2 separate regions of the Mus musculus genome follow, and region 2 is linked to region 1. A link is a contact called in public HiChIP or PLAC-seq data. All regions are on one chromosome and are shown on one strand. Each heading gives the region's core, a stretch centred on a gene start, on an enhancer-like site or on the middle of the called end of the contact. The rest is flanking DNA. Distances are from core to core; before and after follow the strand shown.

What was found. HiChIP or PLAC-seq counts read pairs in DNA pulled down with a chosen protein or histone mark.
Region 2: a contact with region 1 is called in an H3K27ac HiChIP or PLAC-seq map of embryonic stem cells, with 11 read pairs. The contact joins two enhancer-like sites. A contact is called at or near these places in 1 of 484 Hi-C or Micro-C datasets (bone marrow-derived macrophages), 2 of 115 datasets of contacts at active chromatin or transcription factors (both in embryonic stem cells) and 2 of 9 other capture datasets (adipose tissue and liver).

Annotation. Positions count from the first base shown.
Region 1 is chr4:129,230,750-129,233,608 of GRCm38.p6, reverse strand. The region is part of intron 1 of C77080 (expressed sequence C77080); the gene reads left to right. Among named protein-coding and RNA genes, the nearest start is that of Gm12976, 7.2 kb to the left of the region's middle. Within about 2 kb of position 1,303, at least 117 of the 459 cell types and tissues checked have an H3K27ac peak or open chromatin away from gene starts, as enhancers often do. A contact at or near this core is called in embryonic stem cells, where this site is marked.
Region 2 is chr4:129,393,019-129,395,829 of GRCm38.p6, reverse strand. It overlaps C330020E22Rik (RIKEN cDNA C330020E22 gene), which reads right to left. Exons shown (of 3, transcript NR_151530.1): 2 at 1,801-1,844; 3 at 1-1,715. Among named protein-coding and RNA genes, the nearest start is that of C330020E22Rik, 12 kb to the right of the region's middle. Within about 2 kb of position 1,484, at least 12 of the 459 cell types and tissues checked have an H3K27ac peak or open chromatin away from gene starts, as enhancers often do. A contact at or near this core is called in embryonic stem cells, where this site is marked.

The DNA.
Region 1 (2,859 bases), core at 54-2,553:
TTGACTGTAGGTAGACAGGGACATGCTTGTATAGGTCTGTTTACCATTATGTGTATTGTGTCCCCAGAAGATCCTCTGGGGTCTGGGGTTACAGATGGTTGTGAGTCTCCATGTGGGTACTGCACCCCAGTTCTCTGGAAGAGCAGTCAGTGTTCTTAGCCACAGAGCCATCTCTTTGAGACAGGATCAAACATGTAGAAGTCCTCCTGCCTCTGTCTAAAGTGTTGAGATTATAGATGTCATCACTCCGCAGGCTAGTTGAGTGACTTTCTCCAGTGTCCTCAGGTGCGCTGAGGTGAGGCAGACATTAGTCCTATTTCACAGAAGGGCAGACAGAGGCTGTGGGAGACCAGGTTTGTTTGCCTCAAGCCTGGGATTGAGTTCTTCTGATTCTTACCCCTTCCCCCAACCCCCTCAATTCATGCTGGCTGCTTCTCTGGCATCCATAAAATGGGGCTAATCATGCTTAGAAGGAACAAAGGAAAGGGCTTGAAAAATTCAGAATTCCCTGGCCTAAAGGGGTTACTATGTCATTGTTGGGGCAAATGCTGACCTGGAAACTCCTTAGGTTATGGTACTGATTCCTCCCTGCCTTACAGCCTGTCCCCCTAGGGCAGGCACCCCCTGGGATGGGATCCTCCCCTCCGCTCCAGGCGATCCCGGCCTGCCCCCCCAATATTTACATTAGAACCTGCCTGGCCTGTCAGCTCTGCCTCTGTTGAGGTGGGGCTGGACATGGGGAGAAAGGAAGTAGATTTCTCATCTTCAGGGTGGGGTGAACCTTTTTTTGGTCAGGGAGGGGCGGAGGCTCCCACTACCTTTACCCATTAACAGAGTTGGGACAGCCCTGTGATTTTATGTGAGATCCAGATTTAAATGGGGACCCGATACTTCCTGGTTGGGTGACCTTCAGCAAGGGAAGTCTCTTTCCCCTGAGTCTCCTCATTCTCCTTTGTAAGAAAGCAGACTTCACCTTGCCCATGGGCACCTCCTTCTGAGTTAGTGATGCTCCGTGCGTCCCTCTGTTGTCTTGCTTTTACAGAAAGAGCATCTACTGACACGTCCGTCCGTCCGTCCGTTCTGCCTCTGCCGTGTAGAAGCCTCCTTTCACCCCCTCTTCATCTTGTTTATTTGTATAAAGTGGAGTTGATACCAAGAGTCTCTAAACACCCTGAATCCTGGATGGAGAGCTGGCCAAGGGCAGAAGAGACAGGAGCAGAGGGTTGGCCAGAGGGTGCCAGCCCCTGAGCAAGGCCACCTGGCCAGCTGTGCCCTCCCCCCTCATTCTTCTCCCCTGAGTCAGGCCTGTTCACTTGTGGGTGCGCCACCCCCGCCCCTTGCTCTGGAATGGGGCAGGTTGAGGCCTCACCCCATAGGGGATGTTGCCAAGAGAGTCTGCACGCATGCGCACAAGTGAATGTGGCTCTGGAGGGAGACAGGCTCATGTCCCTATCCCCAGGCTCAGGAAAGCCCCTGGGTAGTACGTACACACACCTGCCTTCCTGTGTGTGCAGCCACTTGGCAGACTTTGTGTGGGCTTGCAGTCCTGCCAGTAGGTGAGGTGGCTGTAGGCTGGGGTGGCTTGTGTATGCTTTGTTGGTGTTGTCCTGGCTGTATCTATCCGTCGGAGGAGGTGGCCACAGTGGAACGATCTCAGGGCACATGCCTCTTTCTCTGGCCACGGGCCCTGTCCGAGTTCCAGAGCTTGCTTGTGTGCTTCCTAGTGTACTATGCTTGGTGGGCCATGCCAAAGAGCAGGATGTCTTCTTAGAGCCAGAGGCCTCCTCCCTCAGCCTGGAGCTGGAGGCCTTGGATGCAGAAGCCCCTCCCTCAGGCAGGTGGGGGTGGGGTGGGGCCTTTACCGAAAGGTCTTTGCCCAGGCAGCACCTCTGGACTGTGAGACCAGCCCTGAACTGGGGACTATTTAAGTGTGGCCTTGGAGAGCTCCTCCCTCTTCTGGTTATCTTCTGCTTCAGAGGCGTTCCTCCCTATCAGATACTCAGGTTGCAGAGCCCTTCCCTAATTAAGCCCCTGGTCTATAGACCTATTCCTGGGGTAGCTCGGCAGGTTCTGGGTAGGGGGAGAGAGGTATTGAGGTGGGAGAAGCAGATGTTGTCAGGTGATAGTCTTGGCTGTGGCTGGGGATTTTGCAGCCAGGACCTTGAGTGCCAGTGGAGGGTCTGGGTCCTCTGGGCTAAATTCACCCTACCCCCAACTCAGCAGGAGCCCGGCCCTTTCTGTGTAGGGGAAGCCAAGGGCGACTGTGCTGCACTGAAAGACTCAGGAAGCAGCTGAAGGCCTGGGAAATCTCCTAGCTCCCAAGCCTCCTGGGTCCTTCAGTTACTAGGAGCGTTCCTGCCTCCCAGGACTGTGTCACATCCACGGGGAAGAAGCAGCGTTTGCCCTCCACCAATACCTGCTATGCAGTAGTCACCACACCCCACCGGTGTCTGGATAGGAGAGGCTGATGGTCCCGCCTAGAGGCAGAGGATGAGCGCATGCTTCAAGGCCTCCAGTTTATTGAGATGATGAAGTCTGCCCCATCCCCCACCCCCAAGCAGGGAGGTCAGGTTTGTAGCTGACATAGTCAATAGAACGTGACTGCTCGATTCAGATTGTTCTCAGTGAAAAGGCTCCTGCCACTTACACAGTGGAGGCCAGCAGGTGCAGTTTCAGACTATTCGTCCTTCCTCACCATCTCATTTCCTCATCTGTAAAATGGGATGAAAGTGCCAACACTGGCCAGGGGGTGGAGCTCACTACCCTGGGCAGGTTGGTAGAGTGCTCTCTAGTGTGCAGTGATCTCTGGGTCTGCTCTCTGGCAGCACATAAATTGGGTGTTGCAGTACAAGTCTGTAA
Region 2 (2,811 bases), core at 235-2,734, 160 kb before region 1:
AAGGGGAAGACAGACCACAGGAGTCAATGCTCTCCGTCCACCATCTGGGGCTCTAGGACCACACTCAGGTCTTCAGAATTAGTATTAGGTGTCCATACCCACTGAGCTGCCTTGCTGGCTCCAATTTTGTTGTTTGGTTTTTTTTTTGTTTTGTTTGTTTTTTTGAGATAGGGTCTCACTGTGCTGGCCTGGAGCTTGCTATATAGATGAGGCTGGCCTCAAACTACAGTAACCTGCCTACCTCTGCCAGTGCTGAGATTAAAGCCTCTTAGTTTTTGATGACTGAGTTCTTGAAGGCCATGCTGGCCTTGAACTTGATATGTAACTAAGGACGAGCTTGAAATATACATGCATGTAGTATGTATGTATGTATGTATGTATGTATGTATGTATTTCTTCCACCATTGAGGTCTGGGATTACAACAAAACCCACATTTCAATCCCCAGGACCTAACTAGTGAGGAAGGAAAGAACTGACCCCACAAATTGCAAATTGTCCTCTGATCTCTGTGTGTGCACTGCACACACACACACACACACACACACACACACACACACACACAGTTTGAATATAATAATTTTTAAATGGTTTAAGTGAGGTCTGGAGAGATGGCTCAGTGGTTCTGAGAGCTTGCAGTACCAGCAAAAGGACCAGAGTTTAGTTTTCAGAGACCTTGTGAAAACAGGTCTGTAAAGCACCTATGTACACAATGAGGATTTCTGAGGCTAGCTAGGAGAGAGGGGGTGGGGAAAGAGAGAAAGAGAGAGAGAGAGAGAGAGAGAGAAGCGTACTCCTGGTCAGCGATAGATGATGTGTCAGAGAAAACAAGCAGAGGTGATAGAGGAACCCCAATACCCTAGAGCACTGACCCCATCTCCCAACGCCCACAACACATCTATCTACATACACCACACACATCACCACCTGCATCACCATAAGCCTGCTGACAGGAAACGGCTGTACATTCTATGTTATGAAGTTTATAGCACGGTGGGAGTCGAGTAAAGCCCAGGTTACCAGCAGGTGACTGAAATCACCACCAAGGCTGAGCCAAGTCCGGCTCCGGGGAAAGTTGAAGGGAGGGGAGGGAGGGAGGGTTTCCCTCTGCCAGCCTCTCCTCCAGGACTTACAAGGCCAAGGAATCACACAGCTCGGGGTATGCAAGCACACACTTACAGCCAGTGGGAGGGACCCACAGTGAGCTGCGGTGCATGCAAGCCCTTCCCTGTGGCTATTCACATGCTCCGTTAACTCATCTCCAGTGAGCTAACTGGCACTCTGAAAACCTTCCCATACAACAGAGGCCCGCACTTTTTCTTTTCCATAAAGGGCCAGGTAATAAATGCCCAGGGGGCTGGGTGTACCCTGTGTTGTAACCCACTCAGCCCTGACATAATTGCACAGAAGTCACATAGGTAACATACAATAGAGCAGCTATGGTTGATGTCTTAGTTCATCTTCATTGCCGTCTTGATCTTTGGGTGTGTCTAGGAGGGTGTCGCCATCCCACAGACCGGTCCTGGCCTGAGTCAGGAAGACAATGGCAGAGCTGAGCACTGGATTCCTCTTTCTCTGCTTCCGGATGCAGCCACAGTCTCACCAGCTGCTTCAGTGCCTCCTGCTGCCCTGCCTGCCCACCAGGGTGAACTGCATCTCTTCCAACTGTGAGGCAAAGTAGACCCTTCTTCCCCCAGTTAGTGTTGTTGGTCAGGCACTGGGTCAGAGAGAGAAAAAAGCCACTGACAGAGCTGTGTTCCCATAGGTTGGTTTTTCAAAGCAAAATCTGAATCCATAGATACCTTTCAGTTGCCACAGAAATATTCTTCTGTTGGTTGCTTTCAACCTACAAAAGATGTAAAAAGAGAACAATGTTAGAGAGACTGGGTTGAGCCATGGTCTGTAATTTGCCAACCCTTGGCTTACAATAACCAACACTGGCATAAATTTCCTGTTGGCTCTTTCTCTTCTCTCCTCTCCTCTCCTCTCCTCTCCTCTCCTCTCCTCTCCTCTCCTCTCCCTCTTCTCTTTCCTCTCCTTTCCTCTCCTCTTCTCTTCTTTGTTTTTAGTATTTAGTTAGTTAGTTTTTGTTTCTTTGAGACAGGGTTTCTCTGTGTAGCCCTGGCTGGCCTGGAACTCACTTTGTAGACCAGGCTGGTCTCAAACTCAGAAATCCACCTGCCTCTGCCTCTCAAGTGCTGGGATGAAAAGTATGTGCCACCTCCCCAGCAATCTTTTGGGTTTTTTTTTTGTTTTGTTTTGTTTTGTTTTTTCATTTACTTACTTACGTGTGTGTGTGTGTGTGTGTGTGTGTGTGTCTGTCTGTCTGTCTGTCTGTCTGTCTGTCTGTGTACCCAAGGAGGTTAGAGAGATGTCAGCTCCCTGAAGCTAGAGTATTGAGCAGTTGTAAGCTACCGGATTTGGGTGCTGGGAATTGAATTAGGGTTTTCTGCAGGAGCAATAATGTGCTCGTAATTGCTGAGCCATTCTTCAACCCTTGCTTGAAGCCTGGGTTTACATTCAGTGCTAGATCCTTCTGTCTCATCCTCTGGGGTGCTGGCATCACACACCTGAGCCACCATAACTTCTCACAGGCGATTCTTACTCTGTTATACGCTTGTGATTTCAGGTCAGATTCTGTGTCTCTCTTGACCCAGGCTGTGCTGTGGAAGTCACCTCCACCTGGGTCATCTCCCTATTACATCTTGTAGAATGTTTTTGTTTCCCATAGGGCATCCCACCGTCCTCCAAACACTGGCATGAATGGAGATAAATCTGGATCAAAATCCTGGTAAAGAAGCAAAATCATAGTT